7 separate regions of the Mus musculus genome follow, and regions 2, 3, 4, 5, 6 and 7 are each linked to region 1. The links are chromatin contacts, called in public HiChIP or PLAC-seq and promoter capture Hi-C maps. All regions are on one chromosome and are shown on one strand. The core of a region is the stretch at or near the end of the contact, and the rest is flanking DNA. Distances in the headings are between cores, read along the strand shown. Region 1 holds the start of Mapkap1 (mitogen-activated protein kinase associated protein 1). Region 2 holds the start of 9430024E24Rik (a long non-coding RNA gene). Region 3 overlaps Mvb12b (multivesicular body subunit 12B). Region 4 overlaps Mvb12b (multivesicular body subunit 12B). Region 5 overlaps Mvb12b (multivesicular body subunit 12B). Region 6 overlaps Mvb12b (multivesicular body subunit 12B). Region 7 holds the start of Mvb12b (multivesicular body subunit 12B).

Region 1 (2,571 bases), core at 28-2,527:
TTCTGGGCCTCTGGCTGTTACAATCTTTCTGTTCCCAATTTCAATGGTGGTCTCTGAGCCTTTCAGTGAAGGTGCTATGTATCCTGTTGCAGGGTATTTGATCACACTGTGAACCCCACGGTTGTGTTACTGAAAAAACCTGTTTTTAGTTGTGGTGTGGCTCAGCCCTTAGCTCACACCTTTAATCCCTCTGGTTGGAATACAGATGTGCCCTTAGTACACACCTTTAATCGCAAACAATGAAGGTAAAGTTAGTTGGTAAATGGAAGCAAGCAGCCATGTTTGAAAGTGATGTCTAATTGAATGACAAAGTGATGCATCAGAAAAAGATTTGACAGAATAGGATATACCCAACTCTCAAGAGAAGAGGGAAGGAGGCAGTTTTACAAGGAGAGTTTGATACAGACAGGTTGAAGAGAGAACAAGCTAGACACAGGTGAAGATAGAATGAGCCAAAGAAAAAGAACCAGGGGATTAGAACAGGTTGCTTAAATTAGAATGAAGCCTAGCAGAGCAATTCTGTCAGAAACTGAGTGGAGCCAGATTGAATCAGTCAGCTTGGAGAAAAGTTTGAGCCAGAATCGCCAGTCCGAGATCAGAAAGTACTAGAAAGGATGATCGTATTCAGCAGCAAACATTTCAGGCTGAAAACATTCTAGGCTTTGATTAGATTCAATGGAGGCTGAAAAATTCCAGGACTAGGTCTAGGTTAGCAGACTGAGATAGTAAGCCTCCAGACGACAATTACTACAGAACGACAGGAGAATAAGTTACAATTACAGTGTCCTACTGTGGCTGAGCACTCGATGGACATTTCATCTGTGCACCATGGCCACTTGTGAGAGTTTCTGTATTAACCATTGTCCACTGCAGTAAAAAAACAAAACAAAATAAAACAAAAAAATACCCAAACTTCTCTGATTAGGTGTGAGAGCGTCACTAATCTGGGTTTAGATAGTAATTTAAAAAGCAGTTTGATACTATGTCCATGTAGCAAATAATAGTTGCAGTGAACTCTTCTTTCTGATATGGCGGTTAAGATGAAGACTTTTCCCTGTAAAAGTAAGACGTAGCTTACAGAGATCCTTACACTTGAAGGTAAACAGAAGTTGGTTAACCTGCTCCAGAAACGGCCAAGGGCAGCACGCATGCGCAACCACCCACCAGTTCCCGCCCCTTGTCCCGCCCCCGGGAGGCAGCGACTTCTCGTTCCTGGCTCTGGGGCTTGCGCACTGCGTCCCCAGCCAAAGGCGTCTTGCAGATCGGGGACTTCCGGTACGCGGGGTACGGTTCCGGGTCGTGGCGCGGCTCTGGGTAACAGGGCTGCTGTTGCCGGCCGGCGGCGGCGGGGTCATGAGGGCGTGCCCGGGGCGCCAGGGCCGAGTGGGCCGGTAGGACTGCCGAGGACTTCGTAGGCGCTGGGTTCGGTGCAGGGGCCGGGAGGCGTGGGGGAGTCGGGACCTCCCTCAGGGACGTGTCCCGGGCGAGGCGGCCTGTAGTGTGGGAGCAGCTTCAGGTAAAGGTTGCCCCAGCCGTCGCCCCCTCGCCCGCGGGACCCTCCGACCTCTCAGCACCCCGCTGCCGTCGCTGCCCAGCGGCGCCCGTTGGGGCTGTGCTCGGTGGCCTGGGAACATCGGTTTCCTTGCTCTTCCTGAGCCTGACAGCTGGGTGTGTGACTTAGGTGAGGAGAGACTTTGGACCTGGTTGTGCGGGGGCGGGGGAGGGGGCAGTCCTTGGCTCTGGCGGTTTCGGGTCTCGGAACTCTGCAAGGTCCGGTGCCCAAGTTCCATCCTGTGAAATCAACTTTTCAAAGCATTGCCAGGGCAGTCCTGAAACGGTCCCACTGATTGTTTATATCCCGAGAGCGCTGCGGGGAACTTGGAGTCCGTTTTTCTGTTTATGGGAGTGACAAGGAATGGTGAAGTTGCGGGGGCCGTGGGGGGGGGGTTGGGAAGAAGAAAAGATTATAGTTTAAAGAAGTGTATAACTCAAGCCAGAAGCTCTAAGATGAAACAGGGACCTCACAATTTGTTACAGCTTCCAATGAATGACCGCAGTATTTGAAACTGTCACTGTTCCCAACTCTGTGCAAAGCACCATGTTTATTACAAACCCCCAAAGGGCCGAGTTCAAAACCTTCCCAGGTGTAAACAGGAACGTGTACAGACACATCAGTTGATGAGGTCGGCCTTCGCAGGACTCACAGAAAGGATGGGTCCCTATTGTGCACAACCACCAGGGCAGAAATAAAGTGCGTTACTCCTATGTTTAGGAGCCACCCAAGCTGCAGTGACAAATCTTGCTCAATGCTATTTGCCCCCATCTTTTTCAGTCACACCCCTTCAAGCTTACTGGACGCTAGGGAGGGGCATGCCAGGTGTCCCTTTCCTTTAAGCTTTGCTCATATCTGCCTTCTGCTACTAAATGTGAATAGTGCCTGCGACGCCTCTATAATCTTGTGGCTCTCTGCTAGTGTTTAACAGCTAACCTTTTAAAAGTCCCTGCTATGGGCCTTTCTTCTGGATAAGTAGGATCTCACATCATTTTTGATTTGTTCTCACATAAACTTTT
Region 2 (2,571 bases), core at 35-2,534, 690 kb before region 1:
TTTTTTTTTTTTTAAATGTGAGTGATTTTGAAAAGCGAGGGTTTTGAAATGTTTACTTTGTGGTGGTTTGAAATTTTTACATCTTTCAACAAAGAGGCCAGAGAAGTGAAAACACGTGAAAAGAGTTTCTGAAAAGCACGATTCAGCAGAAGTTGGGTGAAGCCGCCGAGGGTCCTTTATCTGGGGCAATCTGTGCGCGTCACGGGGTAGGGGAGGCCCAGAGCTCAGCCCCACTGGCCCACCCGAGCCTGCTGGAGGCCCTGGGCTCCCGCTTCAAAGCGCAGTTGGAGAAGCGTCTTGGGAGGGAATCGGACACCTCGCTCTGGGGACCTTTATGCCCAAGCACTGTCGCCTGATGTGGTCATCTCGTTAGTCATGGGAAGCCCAGGGAATTTCTGTTTGTGCCTCTTTCCACACTTATTAAGCAAGAAGTGGGAGGCCGACATGAGAAACCAAAAGATGTTTGTGGTCCCCTGGGCTGCATCTCTTGGGACCACAGCTTATCCATCACTGCAGAGGCATTGCGGAGAAATGGAAAGAGTCAACCGTGCCCAGAGGGGGAGAAAGTGAGCACTCAGGGGCTCCCTGTCTGCTGTATCTTGGCTGGGCTCCCGTGGAAGGGCGTGGGCTCCGAGTCTGAGAAGGGAATGCCTTTGGGGGAGCCAAGCCGCAGCTTAGGAAGATCGGCATGTCACCAGGTTCGGTTGTCTCATTATGTAGCTCAGACCTTTCCCCCCACTTTCCCTAGCAAGGGACCAGCAAGAAGCTGTCATACAGAACTCAGGCACCTGTACAGACCTGTCTCTGTTGTGGGAGAAGACCAAGATGGAACTACCCTCCTCCTCTCCTCTTCTCATCTCCCCCCCCAGCCCCCCAATGCTAGGGTTGGAATCTAGTATTTCATACTTCCTAAGCAAGTGCAGAACTCTAGGTTCTAAGCAGTTCCTTTAGTCCACCAAGTCCCAGTACCTCCGCATCATGTCAGAACCCGCTCTCGCTGGCTGTCCTGTGTCCTGTTCTCTTCCTCTCGGGGCTGCAACACTCCCAGAGGCCCAGGTGGAATTCTGAATTGCGAGATCATCAGACTGGCCCCTCGTGCCCCAATCCCACATGTAATCAAACTTCTGGGCAGATTTTTTGAGGGAAGCAACAAGTTTGAGCCAAGACCCCATGATTGAAATTCTCCAATAAATCCCTCCCAGCTGAGCCCTGAGGGTCTGTAGCTAGCTTCAGCAAGGAGGGATGGTGTGAAGGGTTTCTTTTTTCTTTCTTTTTTTTTTTTTTTGCAAACTTCAAACAGGACCTGGGGTTGTGGGGGAGGAGGAGGGCTATGCTGAGAGAGGAGGCCACAGACCAAGGGCTCAGAGTTAATTAAAGAGCCTGCATGCTTACACCTATAAACTCAGCCTTCTCTGTACATTAAAGCCCTCTGCTTTCTTTCTTGTAGGGCCACCTCTCGTGGTGAGTCTGGAAGTAGAACTAGACTCAAGCCATACTGTTTGATTTTTGTTTTTGTTTTTTTTTTTTTTTTTGCAGCCCCTGGAAGGTTCTAGCCAGAGCACTTTGCCCTTCTACCAGGAGCTAAGACTGTGTTCAATTGCTTTATTAAACATTGAGAATCTACAATTTCCCAAAGTAGGCCTGGGCACATCCCTCGGGGTGTGTGGGCCACCACCTCGCCCATTTGTCAGGCAAGGAAAGTGAGGTTCAGAGAGGCAAAGTGACCAACTGAAGAGCATATTGTGATCAGGAAGAAGTCAGGACTAGACCGCATAATCTTCTGTCAATGGCTAGGGCAGGGACCAACAAGGGACATGCTGCCCTCACCCCAGCCCTGCCCCCTTGCACTGCCGGTGACATTCAATCAGGTGCTGGTGATGCCTGGGCCAGCAGGCCGGGCAGGGCCTCCTCAGCCTCCCAACGACAAATGGTTCTCGTTTGAAAGGGAGGTTATAAAAACACGTGCCCAGAGACACTGTCAGGGAAGGGGGATTAATCTCACTCCAGTCAAAGACCATATTCCAAATATTTTTCTGGGGGTGGGAGGGAGTGGGGGCAGGGATCAGCCCTATCTGGGAAGGCAGTCAGGTTCCTGGGGTGCCCCACAGGCTGGGCTCCAGGAGGCAAGTGATGATGCAGAACAGTCAGGCCAGGGTTCCATGTATGGACCCGGCGAGGCTGGGTCCAATCAAGACCACTGCTTGGAGGCATGGTGCCTCCAGGCTAGCTTTGCAGGCGCTCGCCAGGCTGGCTTGGATATTCACACTGTGTCCGGGGTCTTGGCTGTGTTTCAGAGCCCTGTGAGTTGCTGAAGGAAAGGATTAGAAGCCTGGGACATTTTTATTTTCTGGATGGTGTCAAAGGCTGAGTGTTTTCTCCTGGCCTCTGGAGCAGAGAGGACCCCAAAGACCAGCCAGGGGGGTGGTCTTGCCTCTATGCCTTTTACCTGGACAGGAGTCAAGTCACCCAGAAGCGCTAGCTTTTCGGCTCTCAGACTTGGGGATCCAGGTCCTTATGTGACTCTGGGATTCCAGGCATAGTCTCTTAGGGGTACAGGCCTGAGGTTTCCAA
Region 3 (2,571 bases), core at 23-2,522, 640 kb before region 1:
AATGAGTTCAGGTCACAAACTCCTGCCTCACAACTGCTATGATCAGGACAGAGGCTGACCTGTCTGAGCCTTTCTTTCAACTGTAAAAGAAAAAGATAATGTTTGGGCTACTCAAGTTGCAATGAGCTAAAAACAACTTCTCAGTTGGCTAGGGGTGGTAGGTAATCTTACTGCTGCAGAGGAAAGGCCCCCCACAGGCTCTAGGCACCCACGTTAAACCATCTGCCCCACGGGTCCTAACCCAAAGGCACGGGTACAGTGCCTTTTCTTGTGTGACTCACAGGGTACCCAACACTGTCCTTCTTGGCATCTGTCCTCTCTGAGTGTCAGATGAAGCCTGATCTGGAATGGAGGTCCTGGTGCAGTCTAGTGCCATGTAGGTAAAGAGTTAGATGTGAGGTGACTGAAGAAAACCAAGGCTGAGTCTCCCAGCCAACAGAACGCTGTTGTGGTGGAATATCTTCAAAGCTGTAGCTAGGATTGTGCTATGTCCTCCACAGGCACTAATGAAGGGTCTGTATGCTCGAGAGACCTGGCACCATTAAAATACCATGTGCATTGTGGTTTTGACCTCAAGTCTGGTCCCATGGGCTTTCCTAGAGGATCATGGGAAGAAATGCCATGAAAGAAAAATCTGGTCCATCATGAGTTGTGAAGGAAAAGGGTCACTATCACCTCATGAATATGCCACCTCATAAATATTTCTAAAACCTTAAATCCATATCATAGAATGCACTAGGCTATATTCCATGTTGGGGGCAGTTCACACTGTGTCTGACTGTTGGCTTTGCTCTGCTAAATGAACTTCTGCTTAAAATATCTGTGTTTTGACTGACTTCTTTCCTTCAAGAAGACAAGAACTAGAGATATTCCCTACCTCAAATGAATTCAGCTGTTTGATGTGCCTTGGAAAAGAGCCCTAAAGGGCTGGAAGGACTGCTCAGCGATGCAGGGCTTGCTCAAGCATGTGCAAGGCTCTGACTTCCACCCTAGCACCGTAGACAGAAGCAGAAACAAAACCAAAACTACTGTAAAGAAGTCGGAGGTTAAACTACAGGAGCCTCTGGTTCTGTTAAGCACAGGCCATCTGGACCTCACATGTACACAATCATCTCTAGATCCCATCTCCACGCAAAATGTTTGACACTGTCACTTTAATTGAGGGGCAATTCCTTTCTACGTCCGAGTACCCCATGTTCCACATCTCAAGTACCAAGAGGCCTCAGGCCCCTGCTTTGAGCAGCCACTCCTCTAATGCAGACAGACACCTGGTTAGGTGAGGGAGGTTCTTAGAGAGCTCTGAGCCCAGGAAGGGCAGGAGGGCATGTCCTACACCCAGAAGGGACTAGAAACCTGGCTAGAACGGCTACGCTCCTCCACAGGGAAAGCCTTTTAACTTTATTAACTCTGTCATGGCTTCACTCCAAAACCACTTGCACTTGGCTTAAGGTGAAGACAGTTGTCTCAGGATCACGTCCATGGGAGTAACAGGGGGCCTCCGTGGTCAGGAGGGGGCTCCTGGGGGCTGTGCTCACACTTGCTGCTCCAAGATGGAATTCTGAAGTCTGTTGGTGAGCTGGAGATGAAGCAGGGAGCCAGATTGTGCAGAAAGAAGAGCAGAATCTGGGCCCAGGGAGGCCTGTTCCCCAGTTCTCTGTGTGTGTGGGTCTCCTCTAGCCATGTCACTGTTACTGGAGTCAAGCTGGGTGGCCACTGGACAGGCCCTGCGCCACACACCCGCTTCCCGTAGACAGACACCCGAGGAGGAGAGATGCACCTTCCCTTCCAGGGCCCCTTTTCATTTTAACACCAGCACAAACAATTTTAAATTGTACTTTTTTGAATGTCTCAATATATGAATCTGTTTTCTAAGGTATCCATTCCTAAAGACCAGCTAAGCTAAAATATCCTGAAGTTCCTAGCCCCAACCCCAAGGCAGGGGTCTGCAAAGGCCTTGGGCCCTTCGCTGTTTTCTGTGCATTTATATGTGTCTTCATGTGTAAAGAAATATATGTGTGTGTGTGTGTGTGTGCACGCGCATGTGCAAGCTTGCTCATGCACACACGTGTATGCTAGTTAACCCAGAACCATAGCGTAAGTGTTCTGCATCTTTTCCCTTAGCTGTGGAACTTGCCATTAGAAGGCAAAGCTCTAACTCGGACTTTTTAAAAACAGCTTCATAGGAATATGGGGCAGAGACCTACAGCCAGCTTCCAAGGTGCCTCGTCTTCCTCCCAAATGGCTGTTAGAAGAGTCATACAAAGGCTTGTGGGCTGGAGAGACTGGGGATAGTCTCAGCCTTGAAGATGGCTCATTCCCAACTATCCAGTCTAGCCAGGATAACCAGACAGGAGAACCACCTGGGGGACTAGCCTGGCTAGTCTTTGGTCAACTTGACACACATTAGAATGTCAAGGTGAAGAAGGACCTACAATGGAACAATGCCTCCATCAGATGGTCTGTAGGCAAGTCTATGAATATTTCCTTTTTTACTGAAAAAATAATTTTATACAGTATATACTGATCATGTTTTCCCCTTTCTTGTAGAGCACTTTCTTAATTAATCACTGA
Region 4 (2,571 bases), core at 30-2,529, 620 kb before region 1:
AGCCACATGAGCTGGGGGACTGTTTGTTACTGCAGCGCACCACAGCAAAGACTGACAGGTACACCCATTTTAATCTTCTGAATAATGGCACCCATTGTGTGCTACATGGATGAAATAAAAGATTTAAAAGTCTACAGTAGCTACTTTCAAATCACATTCCCATAGCACACACCTTTGAAAAACACTGCAACAATCTGACACACACACACACACACACACACACACACACACAGAAGCATGTGTGTTGGCTATTTTTTTAAGTGTTTGTATCAGCTGTAAGAAAGATACCAGACTCAGAATTGCTAAATGTGTAGGCAAAGCACTTCTAAGAATCAAGAGGAGACATTGAAAAATCAAAGTCAAGAGTCCAGTTCACTGAACAGGTGGCTTCATTATGAAATCACCCAACCATTAATTCCTGTTACAGCAAAATCCAGTGGACTGCCTAAATATAAAAGGTGCTTATTGACTCCACCTCTAAGTTAGCACAATGGGTCCCATTCAGGGATCTAGAACTTTCCGTATGGATGCATCAAGCTCTAATCATTAATGGTCCACTTATTTGGCTCAGGTAAATGGCATTTGCATATGCAAATTATGTCTAAATATTCTGTACTATTAATGTTATCACTAATTACATAATAATAGTTACCAATTTCCACACAGATCAAACTTACAGTTTTGTAGCTATTAGGGAAATTGTGCTTTGTAATTAAGATAATCCTCATTTCCAGATGCTAATTAACTATATAATAATTAGTCTCATTCAGTAATGCAAATGAAGGATTTTCATCTTTATTGATAAAGGAGTTACTTCTTATCGGTTAAGGAGCGGTCTCCCAAGAAATCTTGCAGAGAAATGCTTTTCCCTCTAAAGGTTAAAGGTGAACCCTTTTTTTATCAGCCTCATTTGTGAATGCAAATTAATCACATCGAAGATAAATGCGCCGGTCTTCTACTATCAGGACAGAACGTATAGCTTACTGGGTTTCCCGCTACATATATAGATAAACACAAGTGCTGCCTGGCCACGACTGTGGCTCTGTCGTCCTCCTTTTGTTCCCGTTCAGGCGACAGGAAAGACCTAGAAACAGCAGTGACTTATGTTCTGGCCACAGTGGGAACAGGGGAGTGGAGAATTTTGTGAGTAAATACACAGGCAAAAAAGAATCACGTTTGCTTGGATTATTAAGTTTTCTGTGCTGCAACAGAACACAGACTGGCACCTCCCATCGTGACTAATGAGAGCTGCCTGGGCGAGAACAGAAGGGCTGACAGCCAGCGAGGCCTCGTTGGCAGGCCCCAGCCAGGGCCTCGCCGCATTCATCATCCGCTAAACCAATCCACCAATTCCGCACCACCATTTGTCATTAATTATGCTAATCAGCACACCATTACTCTCTGATGACACTGTAGCCGTTATTAGCTAGTTATGGCTTTTCAGAAGTACAACCGATTGTGTATGCACGGGCTGTGCCTGAATTAGCCTACAGGGAAGAAATGTCCAATTACAAAAAGAAGAAATTTGCTATTATCTTTTTTTAACAAACCAATTTAGTAATTAGAAAAGTCTCTGAACTCACACATTCTTTTCCTCCCCTTTTGCTTAAAAAAATAATTGAAACAAAAACTGTACTTTTCAATAATTCTCTGAAAGACGGGGTAACACAGAGACGTTTGAAATGGGGCTTGGGAACCACTGTGCATACGCTCTGGTGCTGCCCGGCCTCGCGAGGCATCTTTAGAGGTGGAGCTGGGATCACCATGCCTGTGCTTTGGTGACACCAGCTCACAGGGTGTCCTCCCATTATACCTTTGAATTAGCAGGACTACTTTATTATGCATATTTCAGCCACATTGAACTCCTGAAAGATGGCAACACAGCCATGTGACCCTTTACAGCATGCTCACAGTGGAGTGAGGCTGTTCCTCAGGAGGCCAGGCTGTGCAGCCTCACCTGGCAGATGCTCCCACAACAAGGGTGGCGACAACTTTCTTTAACCCTCATTCTCCCTGTGACACTGGGGTCCTTGCAAATGACCTTGGAGATGAAAGGTTTGGCCAAGTTAGCCCCTGCATGTCTTGCACGTGATTTGGGGGAGCAAAGGGACTGTCCCTGTGTGTCACCGTGGACAGCAGTCACAGCAAGAACAGGGAAGACCTTTTTCCAAACACCAGGCCTTGGCAAGAGGCTTGCCAAGTGGGGTCACCAAGTGTCAGCGGGGCTAAGCTCTGGGCACTTGTCCAAAGCAGGTATCAATCCCCAGTCTCCAAACTCGGGCCGGAGTCTTTCCCACTAGTTTGAGAAGCTTCATCTGGATTAAGAGCTCATTAATATCATCAGAGTAAATGGCCTATTAAAACATCTTTAAGCAGTATCTGAACATAAATCTCCCTAAACTATATTTAATGACTGTACTTAAGATACATTATATGCAAGTCTTAATGAGACATTAGATAGCATTTTGAAGATTAAAATTAGAGAATCCATATAAAGTCTGTCCACTTAATGTAGCCGTAAGCTATCCCGATGAACACATTACTACCAAATTATACTGCATTAGAACAAAT
Region 5 (2,571 bases), core at 36-2,535, 570 kb before region 1:
TGAAACATAGCAGATATCAGTGCCCTAGTATTCGTTGCTAGGATAAAACACCCTGGCCAAAGACAACGTGAGGAAGAATGGGTTTATTTGGCTTACAATTCCAGGTTAAAGCCTACTACTGAGGGGAAACCAAGGCAGAAATTCAAGCAGGTAGCCATGTCCCATCCACTGTCAAGAGCAGAGAGAAACAAATGTATCCTTGCTTCCTCCCTGGGTGCCTCAGGCAGCCCAGGACTTCCTGCCCAGGGAAGGTGCCATCCACAGTGGACTTAGTCAGTTAACAATCACTACAATCCCCTGCCACCCAATCATACCCAGAGGCCAGGTAATCCTCCAGTTGAGACTCCCCCTAAGGCGATTCTGGGTGATGTCAAAGTGACAGTTAAAGCCAACCAGCACCATGACATTTTGCTAGGACATGGCCCAACGAGCAAGTGAATCAGCCAGTGAGGGGCCGCTGCTTTGCTGAAATAAGTTGCCATTGGGGGTGGCTGAGGAGACATGGAAGCTGCTCTGTGTGAAAACAGCAAGCGAATGCTGGTCCAGAAACGTTCACAGCATGACAATGTGAAAAAGAATCACATACCTATAAATACTGACGAAGAACAGGGTACAGAATTCCATAAAGGAACCTCGCAGATGAGGATCTCTGTTTTCTTACTCCCCGTTTCGCTGCTGTGGCATGGGCTCATGAGTAATTGTAGTGACAGTTTTGGAGTTCTGGTTTCTTAGAAAAACCAGAAACATAAGAATGTGTTTTAGTTTTAATCCCAGGAGTAGAGATCTGATTTATGATTTGCCTTGTGCTGTAGGAGAGATGTGGTTTTGCCAGCTGAAGATAGTTTCTATGATTGCGTGACATTTGAAATTCTGGGAACTTTTCAGAGGGTATATAAATACTAGGGCCCCTAGAAGCAGGGTTGGTGGCTGTTGGTCCTTCAAGGAGATTAGCTGTGGTTTGTTAGTAGCCATGGTCAAAGAGGAAACAAAAGGAAAGAAATTAGATGTAAGGATCTCTCTCTCTTTCTCTCTCTCCCTGTCTCTCTCTCCCTGTCTCTCTTTGTGTGTGTCCTTCTGTGTCTCTGTCTCTCTCTTCTCTCCTTCTTTCTCTCTGATCTAGTGACAGGGTGAAATGGGGAGACTGGGATAAAGGTCAGGAAAAGAACCCACAAAGTAGCAAAGACTGGCTACAAGTAATTACAAATAAGGCAAGTTCATGTGCACCCGTAAAGAAGCTCAGATACACAAGGCTTCCTGACACTGCCTTACCAGCCCTGCACTCCAGGAACAGAGTCCCCAGCACTCCAGGACCAGAGTCCCCTGCACTCCAGGACCAGAGTCCCCAGCACTCCAGGACCAGAGTCTCCTGCACTCCAGGACCAGAGTCCCCTGCACTCCAGGACCAGAGTCCCCTGCACTCCAGGACCAGAGTCCCCAGCACTCCAGGACCAGAGTCCCCTGCACTCCAGGACCAGAGTCCCCTGCACTCCAGGACCAGAGTCCCCTGCACTCCAGGACCAGAGTCCCCTGCACTCCAGGACCAGAGATCCCAGTACTCTAGGACCTCAGCCCCAGCACTCCAGGACCAGAGTCCCCTGCACTCCAGGACCAGAGTCCCCAGCACTCCAGGACCAGAGTCCCCAGCACTCCAGGACCAGAGTCCCCAGCACTCCAGGACCAGAGATCCCAGTACTCTAGGACCTCAGCCCCAGCACTCCAGGACCAGAGTCCCCTGCACTCCAGGACCAGAGATCCCAGTACTCTAGGACCTCAGCCCCAGCACTCCAGGACCTCAGCCCCAGCACTCCAGGACCAGAGCCCATAACACCCGCAGGATCCTGAAGCAGCTTCTCCATTTCCCACAGTTCCCTGCAGCTTAGCACAGTGCGATGTTGCTCAGTGGTTGAAACATCCGGTCTAATTTAAATCGTGGGTTTTTTGTTTGTTTTAATTGTTGCTTTTTAACTAGCCAGCGGCTCATGTACCCCAGGCTCAGAACCTGTATGTAGTGAAGGATGCCCTTCAATCCTGATTTTCCTGCTCCCATCTCTCAAGTGTTGTGATTACAGGTATGAGCCACCACATCTGGCTCCAATTTAGGTCTTACATGCTCTAACTTGAAGTCTTTCTGGGGCCTGCCTCTTGTTCACTCTGTGAGCCCCAGACCAGGCACAGAGCTGTTCCTTGCAGCCCCAGGGCATCTTTTGATCTCTGCCCTCCCTCCCTTTTGCTTCAGGGTCTTGTGTTAAGCTTGGCACTCCCCAGCACTCCAGGACCAGAGTTCCCAGTACTCTAGGATTCTATGAATTGGTTGCTGAGGGCAAACCAACTGTCCCTAGACTCCCTGCTCTGTCCTTGAGTGAGGAGGCATCAATCAAAGACTCTGCTCACTTGCAGGCCAAGGACCCACACACTCTTCAGACACACAGAGATCCAAGGTGGCTGTCATAAGTGGCAGGATTCCTTCACCATCTACAGACTTCCAGAGAGAAACACATAGAATATTTGCAAGCCCACTGGATGGAGGTGGCCGCTCCCAAGGCAAGTGTGTTAAGTGTTGACTCACGTGTA
Region 6 (2,571 bases), core at 42-2,541, 540 kb before region 1:
TATAACCATTTGTAACTCCAGTTCCAGGGGGTCTGACACCACTTTCTGGCTTCCTAGTGTTCAGACTGGCATGCAGGCAAAATACCCAAACATATAAAGTAAACAGAGAAAGAGAGAGAGAGAGAGAGAGAGAGAGAGAGAAAGGCAGGCAGGCTGACTGGTGAAAAGGCTCAGTGGTTAAGAGCACTTACTGATGTTGCAATGATCTTACAGAGGATCCAAGATTCACTTCCCAGCGCCCACATGCAACATGCTCACAGCCACCTGTAACCCAGGATGCCCTCAGCTGACACCTGCACTCACGGGGTGTATGTAAATTCCTTCAGTCTCATCCATATACATACATATAAAAACAATAAATCAATCCTAAAGAAAAAGGAAATGCCCCTCAAACACGCCCACAGGTTAATCTGATGGAGACAACGCCTCAATTGTGGTTCCCTCTTCCTAAGTGACTCTGGCATATGCCAAGGTGACAAAAACAAACCAGCACATAATCGGGCATCAGGCTCCTGCCATCCAAGACACCAGACAGCTGACAAGCAGGCAGTACGCCTGTGGCCCAGAGCCCCAGCCGTTTCCACTAGATGGGCTGAAGTCTGCTTGCCCTGAAGTCTGCTTGTCCTACCTCTGCCTTGCCCTGCACGCAGAAGCTGTACGGAAAGCTCATGGCCACACTGCCCTGCTCTGCAGGCTCCTGTCGCCCTGACACTTCCCCACCTGGCCCTGTCCAGCAGCAGGACAGTAGGACAGCAGGACATACTGTTCCTCTTGGGAACCATCTTTCCAAGAGCAATCTCATGATCCACCCATCCACTGGCCGGAAATCATCTGATTAAACCTGGAGTCCTGGTTCAGACCATGGTGGTGTTTTCAGACACTACCACAGGGGTCAAAGCACACACTGCACCTTGTCACTTGATCTTAGATAAGGAGTAAGCGTGCTTGCATATTTCTTAAAGTGCATATAAATCCATAATCACTCAAAACAAACCCTACATTTTAAAAAAGAACAATTAACTTCTCTGCCAATTCAAATAATTGAGGCTTTATCTTTCACAAGGCTGCAAGCGTGAGCCAGCCCCTTCTGTGAGCAGCAGGAAGTATCAAGACGCTGTCCTGTCCATTGTCTAATTGAGCTTTGGTCACTGTCTGCACGGCTGGGGTCAGGAGGCCAAGGAGAAGACAGCTTCTCCTGGCAGGCGCGCAGGAAACCACTGTTTCTGACAGAACTTCCTGAAGCTGGCTTGCTGGCCTCACTGCACTCAGTACAACAAGTGCCAAGAGTCCTCCTCTCAAGGCAAGTCTGTCTCCAGACAGTTCACAGAAACTTTCCAGATTCAAGCTGCAGGAAGCCAGGGCTCAAGGCTGGTCGTAAAACCACTTTCCACATTTTCAGTAAATCTTGGTTTAATGTATTTTCTATCAAAACAAAAAAGAGCAACACCTGGTTCCTTTATCAAAACAAACTTGGCTCTGAAAAGCAAAGCGCCTGTGAGGAGGGGGTTGTGAGGTATGGGGACCTCCAAGTTCCGTTACTCTGCTCAGAAGCAGTTCCTTGCCATCAGTGCTGCCCCGAGGGGACCGGGGGCCCATAGAAGCCCACGGGGACAAGTTACTCCTTACCTTTCCCCTGCTGCAGTGTGAGACCTTAGATCCATCTGAGGTCTCCTGTCCTCTGCCTATGAGGAACAAGGGCCTACTACCACAATGTGGCCTTTCTCGAGACCTGAGTAACCGTTCTGTCACACTGGAGTGATGACTGTGTCGCATGTGTCCCACAGGCTTTGGACACGAGCTCGCTATCTTCCTCCAGAGGGCTTTAATTCTTTTTGAGCATGACGGGAATCTGCAAGCTCCCTTTACCCTGCTTTTCAGCACTGTTCAGGTAGCTTTGTGAGGGGATTATTTATTTATTTTTGTTTTCTTTCTTCTCCTGCTTTGGTGCATGACAACTGGCTACTCATTTGCAGGTTTCCAATTTTAAACCTGTGTGTCCTTTTGATCCCTCAACCCAACCCACTGCCCGGAGAGGAGCCGGTTTGTCTCAGTGTTCCCGCAGCACCCTATAGCTGATGCTTCAAACACTGGCAGCTCCAATGACTCTGGAGCCGCCTGGGAGACTTCTGGTATCTATAAATTATGCAGGACCAGCAGTTTTGAAGAAATGTCTTGTTGCCTAATTAATTTCAACACTCTTGAAAGGAAGGGAGATGAAAAGAGGTGGGGAAAGGAAAGGAGGGGGGTAGCTCACATGCTGCCCATGGAGGCCACATGGAAGTCGGAGGCCACCACCAACGCTTGCTTCCCAGCACACAGCAGAAGGAAGGAGCGAGAGCCAAACAATGGAAATTGCCCATCTCTTCTGACCGCTGTTGGACAACACCTCCTCTGCCCTCCCAGCCTGACTTCACTACACAGGCCCTGTACCATCTCAACCTGGAATCGTCCCCATTTGCACCGAGGCTAGCCAGTCACTTGCCCATCTTTACGTCAGGGAATGGCTGCTCCCGACACCATATCAGGTCCGGCGGCCACCTCCCCCACCTCTGTCCACACTTAGCCCCCCAC
Region 7 (2,571 bases), core at 39-2,538, 520 kb before region 1:
CATTTGCCTTGGGCCTGCCTTGTCTTGCTGAACAGGTCGTTGGGGTCAGGGGACAGAAGAAACAGGCTGATAATTTAGGGACAGCTGTGTGCTAAAGACAAAGAAAACAAAGATGCTCCTGGCTCTACCTTATTCACTGTGTCTGTCTCTGAGGATGTGGTCCCTGGTGCGGTGCTAATCAGTCCCTTGGGCTTCACTTGCCCTGGCTGGAGTCATTGCAAGGGGAGGCTAATCAACATGCCCACCACGCTTCCTGGATGGCTGGTCACCTTGCAGACAGGTGCCCTACAGTTCGGGTGCCCCCAGGTAATGATGTCTGAGGGTCAGGTGCGCGCTCATCCGCACCCACGTGACAGCTGAGAGCCGGACCCCAGGCCAGGCGAGTCAAGGGAACTGTCCCCAGCGTGTGCCCCGGTGGAGATCGTCGCCCCTCACCTGGCTCCACCCTCGGAGCGCTGCTGCGACTCGAGTCCCCAGCTCGCTCCCGCCGCAAGGCCGAGCCGGAGCCCCCCGAGAGCCTGCGGCACCGCGCCGGGCGGAGGCCGCCCTCACGGGGCCTGTCCCCACGCGGGGCTGGGCGAGCCGCCCGCAGGCCTGGGCCCGGCCGGCTCCTCCCGTGCCCGCCCGTCCCCGCCCGTCTTCCCGCGCGGGCCTCACTTAACTGTTCCCCGCTGGGGCGGCGGCGGCTGCGGCGGCGGCGGGTCCCGGCTCCGTCTGACGCAGAAGCAGCTTCTCATCGCCCGGGCGGCGCGGGAGGAGCCGGGCCCGGGGCCCAGGCGGCTGCAGCCGGCGCCGCAGCTCGAGCGCAGCCTCCCCGGGAGCGGCGGCGGCGAGGGGCGGGGCGCGGCCTGGCGGCGGCAGCGACGGCGGCGGCGGCAGCAGCGGCTCGGGCCGGGGCCGGGGCGGGAGGGGCGTGCAGCCTGCGGCGGAGCCCGGGAGCGCACCGCCCTGTGGCCCCCGGTGCCCTCGGTCCCCGCCCCCAGTCGGCCTCCGCTCGGCTCTGCTAGGCCTCGCCGTCCCCCTCGTCCACCGCTCAGCCCAGCTGTAGGTCCCTGCAAGACGCTCTGACACCCAGGCCTGCAGGCCCGGAGTGGCCCTTTGCAGAGACGCCTTCCCACCTGTCCCTTGTAGGCTTGACTGCACCCCGGGGCGATCCCCTCTGCTCTGCCCACAATCCGGCTAACCTAATGCGGTGCAGCCGGGCCTCAGACTGACCCCACTCTCAGAGCAGGTCTCAGCTTGCCCCTCTTGCTGGGCAAATGATTTACCCACAGAGGCCTGGGGGCAAGCCTTGAGGAGGGATCTAGTGTAGCATGCCTGCCCTTGCAGTGCCTGGGGAAAGGTACAGAAGTCAGGAAGAAATGGAGCAGGACCCTCAGGCTGTAAGAAAAGGAGGCATCAGCAGCCTTTGATCCCTGAACCACCTGCCCCTACACAGCCAGGCCTGCAGGCCCTGGAGGGGACATGTGCTAAACGGGATATTTAAAACAGAGGATCACACGGTAGCCGGCTTGGATTTGCTCAGGCATCGGGACTCATAGTCACACATCCTGTGCTTTTCCAAAATAGTCAGCTCCTGAAGCAAATGGTGCCAAGCAGGCTGTCAAGGAAAAGATCCCGTGGGGACAATTCTCAAATGTGTGCATACAATCCAGGTACTTGTGTCACTCAGAAACACCACTGATCCAAATGGGTTTATAACAAGTCCAAACGCACCATAAGGAAACAGACAATCTGTGTTCTTAACTGGTACAGAGCCCAGCACAGTGGTGCTCCATTTAATTCCAGCCCTTGGGATGCAGAGGCAGGCAGATCTCTGTGAGTTCAACACCAACCTGGTCTACATAGTGAGTTGCCCGAAAGCCACAGAGGATTTGAAAAGAGACCTTGTCTCCAACAAAAACTTGCTACAGGCAAAAGAAAAAAAAAACATATTTCCAGGTTTATCATAACCCTGATATCAAGATCTAACAGAGATAACACCACCAAGAACTCAAGTGCAGAGTTCCAATCCCTAGAGACCTGAATATATGTGATTTTATGAAGAATGCTTGCTGTCTAACAAAGTAAGTGTTGTGTGACACCCATCTGTCCACCTTTGGGAGACTCTATGGACACTTCTGGGAAGTCCCATAGTAAGACAAGACAAACAAAAGCCTGGTTCATTTGTTTAGGCAGCCATTTCCCAGAATCATCTGGGCCAAGAAAACCGCTCTCCCCAAAGCCTACCCGTTAACTACCCATGATGAGAATCAACACCATATCTGACTGTACTGGTTGGTTTGTGTGTCAACTCGACACGGCTGGAGTTATCACAGAGAAAGGAGCTTCAGTTGGGGAAATGCCTCCATGAGATCCAGCTGTGGGGCATTTTCTCAATTAGTGATTAAGGGGGAAGGGCCCATTGTGGGTGGTGCCATCTCTGGGCTGGTAGTTCTGGGTTCTACAAGAAAGCAAGCTGAGCAAGCCAGGAGAAGCAAGCCAGCAAGGAACATCCCTCCATGGCCTCTGCATCTGCTTCCTGACCTGTTTGAGTTCCAGTCCTGGCTTCCTTTGGTGATGAACAGCAAT

What was found. Promoter capture Hi-C pulls out the DNA fragments that hold promoters and counts their contacts. HiChIP or PLAC-seq counts read pairs in DNA pulled down with a chosen protein or histone mark.
Region 2: a contact with region 1 is called in a promoter capture Hi-C map of second pharyngeal arch cranial neural crest, with 5 times the contacts expected there. The contact joins the promoter of 9430024E24Rik here to the promoter of Mapkap1 in region 1. A contact is called at or near these places in 8 of 39 promoter capture datasets (the 3T3-L1 cell line, HPC-7-derived erythroid cells, cranial neural crest and 4 more), 1 of 115 datasets of contacts at active chromatin or transcription factors (embryonic forebrain) and 1 of 9 other capture datasets (macrophages).
Region 3: a promoter capture Hi-C map of hippocampal neurons shows a contact between it and region 1, with 4 times the contacts expected there. The contact joins the enhancer-like site here to the promoter of Mapkap1 in region 1. A contact is called at or near these places in 7 of 39 promoter capture datasets (the 3T3-L1 cell line, the C10 cell line, cranial neural crest and 4 more), 1 of 484 Hi-C or Micro-C datasets (palatal mesenchyme), 4 of 115 datasets of contacts at active chromatin or transcription factors (embryonic basal ganglia, fibro-adipogenic progenitors, forebrain and 1 more) and 2 of 9 other capture datasets (adipose tissue and liver).
Region 4: an H3K4me3 HiChIP or PLAC-seq map of embryonic forebrain shows a contact between it and region 1, with 7 times the contacts expected there. The contact joins the enhancer-like site here to the promoter of Mapkap1 in region 1. A contact is called at or near these places in 5 of 39 promoter capture datasets (the C10 cell line, cranial neural crest, embryonic stem cells and 1 more), 4 of 115 datasets of contacts at active chromatin or transcription factors (embryonic basal ganglia, embryonic forebrain, embryonic stem cells and 1 more) and 1 of 9 other capture datasets (embryonic stem cells).
Region 5: a promoter capture Hi-C map of the 3T3-L1 cell line shows a contact between it and region 1, with 4 times the contacts expected there. The contact joins the enhancer-like site here to the promoter of Mapkap1 in region 1. A contact is called at or near these places in 6 of 39 promoter capture datasets (the 3T3-L1 cell line, 3T3-L1-derived adipocytes, cranial neural crest and 2 more), 1 of 115 datasets of contacts at active chromatin or transcription factors (embryonic midbrain) and 2 of 9 other capture datasets (adipose tissue and liver).
Region 6: an H3K27ac HiChIP or PLAC-seq map of microglia shows a contact between it and region 1, with 6 times the contacts expected there. The contact joins the enhancer-like site here to the promoter of Mapkap1 in region 1. A contact is called at or near these places in 3 of 39 promoter capture datasets (the 3T3-L1 cell line, cranial neural crest and hippocampal neurons), 4 of 115 datasets of contacts at active chromatin or transcription factors (astrocytes, forebrain, microglia and 1 more) and 1 of 9 other capture datasets (embryonic tail).
Region 7: an H3K4me3 HiChIP or PLAC-seq map of embryonic stem cells shows a contact between it and region 1, with 2.8 times the contacts expected there. The contact joins the promoter of Mvb12b here to the promoter of Mapkap1 in region 1. A contact is called at or near these places in 12 of 39 promoter capture datasets (the 3T3-L1 cell line, the C10 cell line, the HPC-7 cell line and 8 more), 7 of 115 datasets of contacts at active chromatin or transcription factors (astrocytes, embryonic stem cells, fibro-adipogenic progenitors and 4 more) and 1 of 9 other capture datasets (embryonic tail).

The regions. Positions count from the first base shown.
Region 1 is chr2:34,405,574-34,408,144 of GRCm38.p6, forward strand. Mapkap1 (mitogen-activated protein kinase associated protein 1) reads left to right here and starts at 1,278. Exons shown (of 12, transcript NM_177345.4): 1 at 1,278-1,681.
Region 2 is chr2:33,717,666-33,720,236 of GRCm38.p6, forward strand. It overlaps 9430024E24Rik (a long non-coding RNA gene), which reads right to left and starts at 1,285. Exons shown (of 2, transcript XR_374262.3): 1 at 970-1,285.
Region 3 is chr2:33,761,034-33,763,604 of GRCm38.p6, forward strand. All of the region lies in intron 7 of Mvb12b (multivesicular body subunit 12B), which reads right to left. Gm52507 (a long non-coding RNA gene) reads left to right here. Exons shown (of 4, transcript XR_003953788.1): 4 at 2,548-2,571. Among named protein-coding and RNA genes, the nearest start is that of Gm33856, 27 kb to the right of the region's middle. Within about 2 kb of position 1,273, at least 24 of the 459 cell types and tissues checked have an H3K27ac peak or open chromatin away from gene starts, as enhancers often do.
Region 4 is chr2:33,784,537-33,787,107 of GRCm38.p6, forward strand. The region is part of intron 7 of Mvb12b (multivesicular body subunit 12B); the gene reads right to left. Among named protein-coding and RNA genes, the nearest start is that of Gm33856, 3.7 kb to the right of the region's middle. Within about 2 kb of position 1,280, at least 41 of the 459 cell types and tissues checked have an H3K27ac peak or open chromatin away from gene starts, as enhancers often do. A contact at or near this core is called in embryonic forebrain, where this site is marked.
Region 5 is chr2:33,831,971-33,834,541 of GRCm38.p6, forward strand. It overlaps Mvb12b (multivesicular body subunit 12B), which reads right to left. Exons shown (of 10, transcript NM_175184.4): 4 at 2,567-2,571. Among named protein-coding and RNA genes, the nearest start is that of Nron, 27 kb to the left of the region's middle. Within about 2 kb of position 1,286, at least 4 of the 459 cell types and tissues checked have an H3K27ac peak or open chromatin away from gene starts, as enhancers often do.
Region 6 is chr2:33,869,335-33,871,905 of GRCm38.p6, forward strand. All of the region lies in intron 2 of Mvb12b (multivesicular body subunit 12B), which reads right to left. Among named protein-coding and RNA genes, the nearest start is that of Mvb12b, 17 kb to the right of the region's middle. Within about 2 kb of position 1,292, at least 125 of the 459 cell types and tissues checked have an H3K27ac peak or open chromatin away from gene starts, as enhancers often do. A contact at or near this core is called in microglia, where this site is marked.
Region 7 is chr2:33,886,658-33,889,228 of GRCm38.p6, forward strand. Mvb12b (multivesicular body subunit 12B) reads right to left here and starts at 1,289. Exons shown (of 10, transcript NM_175184.4): 1 at 663-1,289. The coding sequence starts at 737.